Linked DNA regions of Gasterosteus aculeatus: region 2 is linked to region 1. The links are chromatin contacts, called in public Hi-C maps. All regions are on one chromosome and are shown on one strand. The core of a region is the stretch at or near the end of the contact, and the rest is flanking DNA. Distances in the headings are between cores, read along the strand shown.

Region 1 (7,241 bases), core at 527-3,026:
CTGATTTAGCACAGGTCAGTTCTCTTGGCATGCTTGGGTTTGGTCCTCTGTTCAGACCGGCCTGCTCGACCGATTTTGTGGTCACTGTCGGAGGCGCCTTTGCCCTCCTCTGCTGCTCCTCTTAACCTATTTTATTGAAGTCTGCAAGGAGCTGAACAGTACGGACTCCATGATTTCACCAGGTTTTTCCTGTTTCTCAGTTTGTGCTCATGCATACAAATTGGCCCTGGCGTGACAGAGCAGCGGGGTTCTTGGTGGAAAATCAATCTTCTCTGAGTGCTGTTTGATGAATGCACCATATTCTCAAAGTATCAATCCAGACAAAAACATTTTTTCTCCTGATACGCTGTGTAATGACTTGCTTACCTGCTTGCTCAGGCATCTTCTGGGCATCTTCTATGCTTTTTCCACAAGGCTCCTCCTGTGGTCTGCCGGGTCCTGAGCAGAGTTCACCTCAGTGTATCAGACAGGCGTGGTACGGTTCACTGCGAGGGTTGCAGTCTTGGCAGATTATTATTATTTTTGTCTCAACCTCTCTGTGAGTTTGGATATCCAGGGGAAAAACGACAAGAAAATCCGGTGCATCACTGCGGGGGCGAACTGACAGGTTCTCTACAGATAACTAATTTGGTTAGTGTCTCCGGTCCACATTTTGGCCATTTCAAAAGTATGAACCATCGATTGCAGGGGGTCCCAAAGAGCCAGATGGGAACAGGTGTCTTGGCGGCGTCCTTCGGCAGCAGAAAGTCCGATGGGACTCACGGTCCACCCGGATCCAGTACTTCTAACTCTTCAACATGAGAGACACAAAACTTGGCCTATCCACCTGCTGCTGCTTCTTTTTTATTTTGAGCACTAAAGGGAGCCCAAGGCCGTAGGGTCCTGGTAACTGAGCTCGACCGGGCCACGGTCCATAGGAGCAATAGCCAACCGAAAGGCTCAGACCTAATTGTTTTCCATTCCAAAGGTTTCAAATGAAGCTTGTGCCGATGGCAGGACTTAGCTGGGCTTGTTGAGGCTGTTGATGTCATTATGTCATTAACTCGTTGACCGTGGAAACATTTGGAAAAATGTGGTGTTCTTTGAGAGCAAAATGAAGAGGCTGTCTCTGAATTTTGTCAGAAAATAGTTTAGTCATATACACATTGGTTGTATGGACATGAAACACGCCTCGGTTGTCGTCCTCTTGTTGTGCTTTCTGAGGTCAGCAACTGCAGCGTGGAGATCTTAATGAGCCGAGGCCTTTTTGTCTGTGACAACCGCGTCTTCCTTTGCCTGCTGTCTCTGACTTCTCGAGGTTTGGATATGCTTCACAGGCTTGTTGCATTGGCCTCAGCGGATAAAGTCTCCTTTGTCTTTAGCTGAACGCTGAATAAAAGGTGTGTGTGGGGTGCTGTGTGATGTGATGCTGTCTCGTGTTCAAAGCAACCTTTTCAGCGTGTTATCTCATTAGCACCGTGAGTCTACTGTGAGCGTACTGCATGCACACACGGACCATTAAGTGAGCCCTTTATTGTCAACTTCTGGCTCACCTACACACAAATTACCATGGTTACTGGCATGCCAGGTATTACTCTCTCATAACACAGAACACAGTGTTCGCTGGGGACTGACACGCGCGTGCATGTGGCCTGTGGGCCATCTCTCAAGTAGCCTCTAAAATGCTGTGTTCTCTCCTCGCAGGGCTCCATGGCATAAAGCCTGTGCTCCCATTCAGCCAGTCCCTGGGGAGGAGCCCAGCACTCTGACACCCCGCTGCCACTTTCCACAGCCCGAGGGAAACCAGGAAGCGGCCGGCAGGAGCCATGCCCGCGCTGGCCACCGGAGCCGGCCACGAGCCAGGTACTGTACGGACGCCTTTGGGCCAAAGTCCTTTTTCCATTCACATTTTTTAAGTCTACCATCCCTTGGTGCACAAAACGGATTAAATCATCTCGGACTTTGATCAGGTTATTTACATGAAGTACATTTATGTTTAAGAATCAGTACATCCTGGCACTGAGCTGCCACTTCAATTTGAAATTGGAACAGATTTTTCCTGAATCTTTAATTGACACGAGGGCACCTTCTAAAAACTGAGGTTGGAAAAGTCCATTTACACTGTATTTCACTCCCCAACCAAAAACGCACCATCGCAAATATTCCCAACCTACAGTTTATCAACAGAGCTAAAGTACTTGCGGGTGTACGCACGTCAAGCTTTTCAACACAAAGCCAACTGCCAGAAATCACGACTTCTTCTCCTCCTCCTCCTCTCAGTCTGGCCTAATGGTCGACTACATCATCAACACGCACAAACACAGAGGACCCAACAAAGGTAGCAGGGTAGCAAAAAGGACAAAAGCTGTGATCTGATGGATGGATAAAGAGCGTGTGCTCTTCTCAGCTCTTTTAACAGAGTTGCCGTAGCTCCCTCTGTCCTGGAAAATGTGTGCAGACAAAGTAGAAAGCCAGACCGTCAATTACGATTGGAGTCATTTTGGGCAATTACCGTCGTGGGCTCAGGTTTCCAAATAAAACCCGTAAACACTCCGTGGGCCCATCTCCTCTGCTGTCCCCCTGATGGTCTTGTGAAGTCGACTGTGCAGGTGGAACACAATGACCGTTAGCTGGCCAATCCTCACAGGTCTCGGTGAGCTCACTGATACTTGTGGCCGGCCCGGCATTTGGATCACAGGGCATCGGGGCCACAGGGTGGTATTCCTCTCGGCGTAGCAGTGATTCAGTTGAATTCACAGCGAGCGCTCCGTGGAGATGATGTATCTGAGATCCAGTGACGTGTGGTGATGTCAGTAAGGGGCTAGGCTATGCAAAACCAGATTACCTAATTTGTTGTTTAGGCTAACACGTCGAAACAGTAGCGTTAAATGTTACGCACAATGAACAAGCACAGCAAACACGGTCAATATCAAGAAATTTCCAATCAGGATGACATATCGTGTACTGCTCGCTCGCACACACACCTTTTGCTGCAGCAGTCCATCTAAGGCTAGCATAGACCTCCCTCTTTCTATGAACTCCTTTTTGGAATTAAAATAGAGTTTGGAGAAATTCCTCAATTCTGTGATATATCGGCGGACACCGCTGCTGTCATTTCAACTTTTACAACGTATCTGGTGTAGTGACATCAACTGCGCAGATGTCCAGTAATATATTGATTTGAATTGGTCCATGTTTGACACGTAACGTAGGATTACTGGCATAACACATTTACGTGCAAAGGCACAGCAGAGTTGTGCTTTTTGCCGTACATGTTGAAGAATACAGGATCGAAGTGCGCATGCGCAACACAAGTTTTTTGTTTGTCGTCCAACATGAATGAACAGTAAAAGCACTGCTTATCCTACCATTTCTTTTGTATTTGATTATGCATAACTGCTACATATGTCATTGTAACGTCTAAACAATTGGAATAACACACATACTGCATATATAAATCCCAAAAATAAACAGCAAAGATACACATACAAGTTTGATGCTCTGATGAACATTTTTATGTTTGATTTTTGGCAGAGTAGGCAGTGCCTACCCACACTGCACGTCACTGCTGAGATCTGTTGTATTAATTAGTTACTGTAAGAGACTAACCCGCCAGCTTAATATATACTAGTTGTTATAGACACTCTCCTCTACTAATTCTCTTTTTCAAGATGAATGAACAAAATGTAATTGTTTCCACTGTTTAGCAGCATATTAAGAACGTTAATTCAGCATCTATAAGCGGGACCCTGCGTACTCCTAGACGTTAGACGTGTAGGCAGCAACACCTCTGTGAACGAGCATACATCCATTGAGACCAACAATAGCTCCTCCACAAGCGCCGGCTGCCAGTAATCACAGAGACACGCCTGCATCCTGCCAGGGCCTTACTTTTGTTGCATTAGCAGCCCTGCCATCTACACACCAGTCACCACACACCCAGTCACACCGTCACACACACACACACACACACAGAAAATGAAGTACCGGGCCGGCGCTTTTAACATAATGGGGAAAATATTATCATTAATTTAACCATTCTTTAGTAGCAGCTCTATTTCATCAGCAGGTTTTTTAGATGTGTAGATCTTATTAGAACGCTCATTATTGGAGTTGTTTGGAGAGCAAACATGTGGGCAGACAAACAGGGCACATGTAAAACCATACCAGTTCTCTCTCTCTCTCTCTCGGCCCAAATAAACAAAAGGCCTCTGTGCGAATTGGATTCTAATAAATGAGACCGGGAAAGAAAAATAAAAAAAAGAAGTGAGAAAATTAATGTGAAAAACAATAAAGTGTTGGATAAGTGACCTTTTTAATATATGACCAGGGGGAATGTTGGAGAGAGTGTCCTGGTGATTGGGTTACCGTGGAGTCATTCCACTGTGTGACCTTCATGAAGGCTTTGGTAGCAGATTAACGGCGGGGGCTTTTACTTGATGACGCTGGCTCTGTTTGAGACATTTGTCCAGTGCATATCTGATCTACGAACGCACAACCGTTCACGTTGTTATAAGGCGGCCAAGAAGAGACAGAAATTGAGCTTTTAATTTGCACAATTAAAAGCTCATTTTTTATTGCGATTTAGGTGTTTGTTACACCTCGCAGGCCGGATCATGGGAAGACTGCTCCGTGGAGGCAATGAGTCTAAGCTTTGCTCTGATTAGCCTGAACCCCCCCCCCCCACACACACACACCCACACACAACTAACGGCAATGCAGCTGCTCTCCTCCAGACCACTTCTGTATAGTCACTTCCCTGCTCGGCCGGGGACCAATAGCCGTTGCGCCTTCGTTCAGTTTGGCCCGACTGGTCTCACTTTCTTCAGCCCCCACTCTGAGATCTTCAGATGGTGGAACCCAGCCCACTCCTCAGTCTGTTGCACATGATTTATCTCCCCACTGAGCTACGTTTGCTGCAAGGTTAAGTTACCAAATTTGACTGTACTTTGTTTTATTTTTTTATTTTACACAGTGTGGCTGTCTGTGTTTTGAAGCATTTATAAGTAACCACTTTTTATATATAGAAAAAGAGCCCCCATTCATATTTAAGAACTGATGCTACCGTCGGAACACAATGGCAAATAGGAAAACACAACGTCAATTTGGTAAACACAACTTTTATTTACAACACCTAAATATAATTGAACAACAAAACACCGGTAAAACAATGGTGAAACACTAGTAGGACACTTTTAAGACAAACATCGCCATCTCTCCGTGACTTCCTGCTGCTCTCACTTCCCCCCCTCATCACAGGCTCTCAGTCCCGCCACTGATTTATTGATTGCCAATATATCTAGAAAGCGCCATTTCTCAGCTTTCAGAAGCCGATTGTGCAAATAGTTAAGGAGTCACGGTAATTTGAATCCTCCATGTCACTTTCCGTTGCTGGCGAAAGGCTTCGGATTAAGAGGGTTAAAAGACAGACAGACAGTCAGTCCGTCTGTCCAATCAGAGGGGTCCGTCCTCTGCTATCTGCTATAAGGCCCTACCCTTTCCGTAAGAAGTTAATGTTGTCGTGCTTTCCTATAGAATTTTCCTAAAGTCCTAATCTCTATCATGCAGAAATTGAAGAAATTTCTAATAAATTGTGACTTTTTTTTCATTTTTCAGGTTTAAGTAATATAATATATGATATAATGGTAGGAAAAAAACGGATGTATGTATGTATGTGTATATAGGTATGATGAATGAAATATACCTTCGGAGTTAATGACCACTAAAATGTCCTCCTGCATCCAGTTCCACATGAGTCTGAAAATGTCTGCGTGCAGTGTCACGTGAGACCTGTAGTTGGTGGAGTACTACCCCGCCCCAGCTCTTGATGAGGGCTGTGCAGTAATGGCAGCTTGTTGTCTGTGGACGAGGAGCTCCCTCAATCAATCACTCTCCCATCACAGATGAACAACATCTGGCGGATGTCCTTCGGAGGTCAGCGAGCCTCCCGGAGTGAGAGTGGGTGTTTACTACTTGCAGCCTCATTTCCTCCCTTCTTCTGCAGTTATGCGATTGCCGTTTTGTGGGGGAGAGTTGAGTGGGGTGATATTGGTGATTTAGAGCCGGAGACTTCTGCACCAAAAGATAGCTTTAAATCTCTCTCTGATAGCAATGGGTGATGCCTTGAGTCTAAATGATAGGGTCTCTTTTGTGCATCACTCTTTCACAGAGCCCACTTCCAACAGATTGAAATGAACGTGTAATTCCTTAAAATGAATGAAAATGCGACATGGTGAAGAGTGTGTCCCCCACCGATCGCAATATGAGTGTCTAACCCTTCAGAATATTCGTTTTATATTCCTGTGTTGTGGTGTTGGCCTGGAATCTGACATCGTGGCTCCGGTCCCGTCATTATTCTGAAAGGCTTCTCCCTAAACAATGCCGATGGGCCACGTATCCTGCTATTTTAGCCAGTGATTTTTCAAGCTTCTCTCATGAGTCCTGAGTATGTGTAGCAAAAGATCAGACAAGACCGTCAGACCTGTTGTCCCCATTAACAGTGTTTCTTTTTGGCACGTATTTGAAAAGAAGTAACAAACCATTAAATGTCTTTCAGTGTTTTTTAAAAAGCATTCAGATTGACGTTGACGTTTTGATGAAATTAACTCACAAGAACCTTCATGACAATGAGGTGATTAGTTGAATCCGATATGTAAAACTATGGCCAGCCTCCTGATTCAGGGAATGGAACAAAAAAGATGTTGTCATCACTGAAATCTGCAGGTTTTAAACTGACTAGTCTTCCCAATATTGATGCTTTGTTCAACTGCCGGCTGACAAAGCCCCCTCCTGCCATGCGCCATTAGACTGCGTGGTGCCACTTAAACCATATCCAAGACCAGCCCAACGGCGTGCTGTGGAGCAGGCACTTCTGAAGGCCCCGATTCCCCTTTTATGAACCATATTAAAGTTAACTGTGTTATTCCAGGCCGTACCTGCGTGTTCTATCAAGATTTACAGCCCCCGCAATGCATTTAAAGATAAAGGTGGTTCGGACACGCACAGCTGCAGAGGAGGTGGGCGACACTCTCATGCAAGACGACATGGAAACCTTGCAACGGGACAATGCGTTTACCAGACCCTCTAACAAATGACTGGCTCCATGTGTGCATGTTTGTGATAGATGATAGTGATAGATTCCAGCCATTCTCTCCAAGCGTCAACTCCCCCTGGTTGGAAAAGGTGATGGCTCTGTAATGATTCTAGGTAATGAGATGCAGACACTCCTATGGCGAGGCACTTTGTGACTGTGTAGGTTAAAA
Region 2 (6,968 bases), core at 1,431-3,930, 110 kb after region 1:
CCATTAAGCAGCGCTTCGTAGGGAAATGCTCATTGAAGGGGCTGGCTCGGCTCCTGGGTTCCTGTTTTTTTGACAGGGGCCTTTTTGGTTGTAATTGTGCGCCAAGGGGGGGGGGGGGGGGAAGAGCTGTCTGACGGCACTGTAGCAGCTGTACGCGCTGTTTGCCCCCACCGCAGAAGCATGAAAATGAAGCACGCCTGTGATGGTTCTGACAGGGCATATGGTGAATATTAATGCGTCAAAAAGGAAGGAAAGAAAAGAGAAATGTAAAAAAATAAAAACGCCATTGACCTAGACTGGCTGGGAATGCCTCAGAGGCTTGACTTGCACATGGTCCATCCTTACACACTCAGTGCTCCCTATTATCTGTTTATCTGAACAGTGTCATTCAGACACGCTGATTAGAGTAGACTCTTTGTTTACTGTTTACTTTATTTTGACTGGAATCTCTTCTTTGGCTTGCTGCAAAGCAGTCCCGTTTTATTTAACAGCAAGAACACCGAAAAAGCTGCTTCGAATTGGTTGATGTTATTTTAAGGGGGTTATAACAGTTTGCATTGGATATTTTTACACAAAGCAAGGTTTCACTAGCAGATTTATGTTCTGCTGCTCAAATGAGATCGTTCAGAATAAATCTTACATTGAACACGCTGCTGTAAAAGTTTAAGATCTCTGTATAGATATTTTTAGCTTAGCAAAATATAATGGGAGGAAATTCCCACTCTGAAGGCTGGCAACTCCTGCTTTCCAGAGAGGAAAATAAGGAGATGTAAATGATATGAATGAGGCAAATTCAGATTTCAAAAGAAAAACCTCATTGGTTTGTGTATTCAGTGCTTTTCAGTGGGGTTGTGGCAAGAGCTGCAGGCTTGTGTGTGTGTTCCTTCTCCAATGAGATGCAGCTCTGCAGTAACCAACATGTTCCAGAGTTCTATCTGTCTGAAAACCACACAGCATAGTTATTTATGGGGTTTGTCCAGTAGTCATTTTATAATATCATTACCATCAGACGCTGAAACTTACCCTGAGCCAAGTTAAATATCTGTTTTATTTTAAGAGATCTTTTTCTCCCCCCCACCCCCCTGCCCCCTTTTCCTCATGCACCATAGACAGCCATCTGTACTCTAGGAAGTTGAACACTTTCATAAAGCGACACATTGATCTTCTGTTTTGTGTTTTAATGACATTTATTGAGGAATGTTTTCCCGATGTGTTTGTTTTTACACTTTAACTGGAGATCTGTGCTTGTGAATGGTCACATGGTCGCTCTCGAAATCAAGCGTACGCAGTTCATTCTGTGCTAAGGAAGCACGTGTGTAACCCCGACGTGACATAATGTATTCTAATTCCAGTCTGTGACGTGTCAGTGCCGCAGTACAAACATCTTATCATACTTTATATAGTTAAACCCTTATACAGAACCAGTGAAAAATGTAGACACCGTCTCTCAGAATGAGTGTCCACACTTTTGAATGGCACTGTGTGTGTGTGTGTGTGTGTGTGTGTGTGTGTGTGTGTGTGTGTGTATTAAAGTCTATGAATACAAAGATATATGTACACACCATCCATAAACAAACTAAATACAAGCTCACTCACATAACAGCGTTGCTAAAAAGAATAACGAGCAGTTTTACTAGTCAGGACTGGATGACTTCAAGCGGTAGTTGAGCAACTAAGCCACAAATGTTATTTGAGTATTTTGTGTCATTTCAAATAAAGACCAAATTCTCCAGCTGCTATCATTTAGGTCGGCCTGTGGCTTTCTAAACATACAACAATTTTCATATTCTTCCAGATGTAAATATTGTGTCTAAAACACAATATGTTACTAGTTACCTGGTGGACATTCCAATACAGAGAGTTCATAATCCGATTATTTTGTTTTTTCTGAGCAGATGGCTTTTTATAATTTTTTTTAAACAGTCACAATGAAATAATTCACCAAGCTGCTTTTCAAAAGAGTCCCTATGAGCTTAGCCTTTCTCCATTTGATTGAGTTTTTAGTACCAAAAATGTGCTCTTGATGTAAATACCGTAGAACAACAAATCTGAGCTGGCCCCTTGTCACACATGGTATTGAGTTCAAGCCTCATTAAGTTGCTCCCCCTCTGCTGGGCAGTCCCAGTACTGCTGCCTGCCCCCTATGACAACCGGTCCATTAAAAACTACGCCAGTCTCTCAATGGTAGGGAATTTAGAGCTAATTATGTTGAAAGCATTTTTTGATGCACTCAATTAACACATTTTAAGTGCCTGTGATGAATTTACAACATGTCTAATGGGGAGAATAATTGCCTCCTTATGATTTAAGCCCCTTTTCAATCCAAACGCCTGACTAGACGCCTGCTCAACGTGCACTGTACTCATTTTATGACAGAAAAGTCTATTAAGTGATCAGGTTTTATGTTATAGGAGATCCTATGTCAAATATGAGGTAAGGAGCAACCAGTAATCATTCATTCTATCTTTACAGTACCTTTCTCAATTATAGAGCAGGAGATTAGGTTTGTTCTTTTCATTAGTAGCCTTCCCTCCAAGTCTGCTGCAGACTGCAGGGAAGTATGAAACCTCATGCATCCTTTGTGGCTTGACCTCTGCCAAGTCAACTGCTTCCCTCCTACAGTGAGCTCTATGAAGCTCTGGCAGTGGCTTGTGTCCACCTGTCACCAATCCAGTACTTCAGACATGCACGTTTATATTTCTGAGCTCTTATGCTCACTATGCACGCTTAGCCCCGCTGGTATGTAGTCCATGCCAAAACAAACTCACGCTCCAAATATATACCAAGAAAAAAAAGGATATAATTCTATTCATAAAAAAGGTCAACATGGTACTACGGACAGCACTTTTAACCCCATCCCTGCTCTCACAGGCTTAGTGCTGTAATTTATAAGGGGGGGGGGGGGGCCACGCTGCCCAGTCTGTCTCTGCAGAATCCAGTCTGCTGCTCCAGAGCAACCAAACAAGAATAAGACTTAATTTCAGTAAGGGGAAAGGCATCTAGGCACCTGCAATACAGGAAGAGACTAAATACGAAAAGCATCTTCAAGAGGCTAAGATTGAGCTCACCTCGATCACTCATACTCCTTCTATTCATTTGTGTGATTCTATCAGACAAGATGATGAAGCACATTTATACAATTATCTTTAATCATTACTGGATTAGCTGCTAGTACATTTGTAATTAATGAGTATTTTTTCCATATTATATGTCATTATTCATTGTGGTTAACACATTTTATGTCCCTTGCTCAACTTAAGTGTTTTGCTTTGTGAGTTATATAGACATATATATTCTTTTTCCACACATTCTGCTGCCCCTTGTTGAAGCGAATGCCAATATGTCCGACTTTTTAGTCCAACATATCTTTGTCCTCACCTCAGCACCCTTTAGTCCTGACTTGCTTATCTTGTTTATTAACCATTGGAAAGATTCATAGTCCTAAGAGTACATTTTGGTGATTCCCTGGCTTTTGCTTTTGCACAACTATGAGGCTGAACCTTTGTGGTTTGCAGTGAAATAACTTGAAAATAACTATAACCATAACTAATAAAAGCAACTATTGATGTATTGCTTCAAAATGTTCTATGGATATGTAGGGTCCTTAGAGAATAAATATAAATCACTGTGGTGCCACAGGTAGGTCAACATTTAAACTTTTTAATGGGTCTAGCTTGACATCTCCATGATAGATGGATACATTTTTCATGGTTTCGAGGATGAGTCCCCGTGACTTAGTTTGTTGTTTTAACCTCAGAGTGAAATGTCTTGACTATGCTTGGATGGATTTCCATCAAATTTGGTGCAAATAAGGTAATTTGTCAAAAAGTCCTTTTATTATTTTGGACAAATTGCGTTCTTATCAGGCTGTGCTGATTTACTTACTGATTTTTAGAAAATGGTAGATTTAATTCATTTTTAAAGGACAAAATGACCCCCGCGTTAAATATTAGCTTAGCGTTAGTATAAATAATTGAATACTGTTAATATATCCCAACCATGAACTAGAACAGATATCGAACTACTTCATTCATCGGTTCCCCTTTGAGCATCTGTCTGCCCCATAATGCCCAGAGAGAGAGTGTCAAAGATCCTTCACCATAAAAGATTGTCAGATGTTGTCAATGTTAGAAAGAATGTCGACAATACTTCAAGACCAAAGCTAACAAAATTGGAAGCACATGATCGGTTTTCAGTTTTCCCGACTATCACTCCGAAACATAGCTTTCTTTGGGGGCGGCGGGTTGTTTTTACAAGGTTCGAACCTCGCCTGCCGAGTCCTTTTGAAGAGTGAGAATGGAGGAGACAAAGGGAGCCGTGGATCCACTGCTGTTAATAGGCAAATGGTTCACATTTAGTCTAGCATCGGGATATGGAGAACACATGTGGCCGTGATCCTGCTGTGTAAGAGTGCTGCTTTCGGGAGGGAGATATGATCAAACACCATTCGAGACTCCGGTCATACACTGATAATGTGGCCCCTCCATGAAACCGATAACTGCCCCAGCCTTCCCTATAGTGACGGCTATTTTCTACTCTTATGGGTAGCCGATAGCAGGACTTGTTCCATTCTTACGTTCGGTTGAAATAATACATTTGTGGCGGTCCTGACGTCTTAAAATGTTTTCAAAAGTGTGCAACTAATAAAGGCTTATTGCGCTTGGAACGGTAGAGACGGCCTTGAATCTATTGACTGAGTACTCCAACCGTAGCGCATTCAAACCACTGCAGGAAAGGGGATAATATTTGATTGTTTACTTGCCAGGAGATTTTGGACAGGACGTTTCAGTATCACGTATCAAAGCTATGTGGCAGTTCTAGTGTTACAGCAGCTAAGCGTTCCATTTGCGTGCCACTAGCTTCTGTTTTATCCGACTGCCGATTATTTTTTCAATTTCTTTCTGATTTCTGATCAAAACCATTGCATGTCAGAAAGGTTTGTTATGCAACTGTGCAACGCTAAATTTAGGACAAAACAGTTTGAGAAGGTTCCACCACTAACATCAGGATTTCCCCACACGTGTAATTTTAACGACACAGGGTGTGGTGGTTGAAACACCCCCCTCTGTATGAATGATAAGCGACTTTGAAGATGGATGGATTTTTATTTTTATTTTTTTAGAAAACACATTGTCATTTCGTTGCAGTGAAAAAAACTCTCTTTTTCTTTACCCCATGTCTGTTGAGGCGCTTGACTTGACCCTGCCTAATCATAGCTCTTGTTGACTTAGTAGTGTTGTAGCGACTAAGTTGCTAATTGGTTTAACATGATACGTATGTATACAGCTACTGTCAGCACTTGTTCTGCATTTTGAAAAGCTGATTGTACCTTAGTTGCAGGCTTCCAGTGCTAATAGTGTTTGTTTTCATAGTCATGGTGCTGTTGCCAGAGCTCGGTGCTCTGTTAGCTAGTTATTTCTTTCCATCAGTGTTTACCGCCACAAAGCCAAACACGTACCAGGATGTGGTCTAAATAAAGCCCCCCCAGCAGGAGTTGTGTTATGGGGTTGAACAACAGAGGGGAGAGTGAGTGAAGGAAAGGATGCTCAATGTTCTCCTCTCCTCTTCCCTTTTTTCTCCCTTTTTCATTCACTCATGTTTGGCTCTTATTCTTTCAGGTAGGTGACCAGACTGCCACTGTGCTCACTCTGTGCGCCATAATGGACTTTAATTTGATGCAGGAGACGTGCCAGCTGGCCATCCGGGATGTAGGTGGCCTTGAAGTCCTCATTAACTTGCTGGATACAGATGAAGTCCAATGCAAAGTAAGTAGCTGTGGCAAAGATGGACCCGGATGGCCTACAGGCCTGAACAAAGCTGCGTGTACCAGCCTGTGTTTTAGTTACAGAAACGGTGTGCTGTGTTTACTTACTTAATTACTCTCCAGTGGGCCAAATATCTGCTATGTGCTTTTAAACCTGAATTCATTTTGTCTCTACTTTCACTGGTAACGTCGGCGAATGTTTCATTACTACATATCTCTGTAACTCTGAGCACAGATGGAGAGCTCGTGTTGGCATTACAGTTCCTTCTCCATAAATCAGTTTTTCCAAAATATGTGTTAAAGTTGGTTGCGTACGTGTCTTTTTTAGATTGGATCTTTGAAAATCCTGAGGAAGATAAGTCACAATGTGCATATCCGTCGAGCCATTGTAGACATGGGAGGCCTGCAGAGCATTATGAAGAATCTGGACTCGCCGGTCAAGGATCTCAAGGCCTTAGATGCTGAGACCATTGCTAACGTGGCCAGATTCCGCAGAGCGAGGAGAACCGTCAGGCAATATGGTGGAATCAAAAAACTGGTGAGGATAAGAAAAGGCTGCCATTAATTTTTGTTAAAAGGATGTACTCAAAAGACTCTGTAATCCTTATATGAAAACAGATACAGGAGGGAAAAGTGCAGACCATAGCCTCATCTTTCTATATTGATTAGCAACTTTAAGTTCTGAAAACCTTTTGTATTAAACTACAAAAACTGGAACCTTTTGGAAAACAGGATGACGCATTCTTACGATTGGAGCCACATGGTACCATTACTTATTCACTTAAAGTGTAAAACACGTATCCAGATTGCTAAACTAGGTTTCGATGCATAGTAATTCAAATTCATTCCCTTTTCACACAGTACGCGACTCGCCAGTTAACGCCCCATTCATCTTTTTACCCCCGGCCTTTGAACATAGCATGGCGGGTGCCGTCGTAAAACAGATAAAATGTCCCCTACATCCTCTGACCTGCATCCATGTTTGTTGAAAGAGGGACCTTTGATTAGAGCCTCCATGCCTTGTATATTTTCCTCAGCCCCAAATCGGATGTTCTCATGTGAGAGTCCCTCTCGGAGGCAGATTAATTTCAAGCTACGCTATGAGACCACCTTTGAACTGCTCTGTGTGTAATAGCTTTGCCTGCTCTGTCTCACTGGCCAGGAATTATGGATTAGAACACTGAATGATGGCCATAAATCGTCT

The links. Hi-C and Micro-C count contacts between places; a contact is called where the count stands out from the background.
Region 2: a Hi-C map of skeletal muscle shows a contact between it and region 1, with 8 times the contacts expected there. The contact joins two enhancer-like sites. A contact is called at or near these places in 2 of 6 Hi-C or Micro-C datasets (both in skeletal muscle).

The regions. Positions count from the first base shown.
Region 1 is chr21:8,444,880-8,452,120 of fGasAcu3.hap1.1, forward strand. It overlaps mpp7a (MAGUK p55 scaffold protein 7a), which reads left to right. Exons shown (of 17, transcript XM_078096984.1): 2 at 1,684-1,842. The coding sequence starts at 1,806. Among protein-coding and RNA genes, the nearest start is that of LOC144390473, 14 kb to the right of the region's middle. Within about 2 kb of position 1,777, at least 2 of the 9 cell types and tissues checked have open chromatin away from gene starts, as enhancers often do.
Region 2 is chr21:8,550,486-8,557,453 of fGasAcu3.hap1.1, forward strand. odad2 (outer dynein arm docking complex subunit 2) reads left to right here. Exons shown (of 20, transcript XM_078096974.1): 10 at 5,619-5,765; 11 at 6,093-6,302. Among protein-coding and RNA genes, the nearest start is that of odad2, 32 kb to the left of the region's middle. Within about 2 kb of position 2,681, at least 1 of the 9 cell types and tissues checked has open chromatin away from gene starts, as enhancers often do.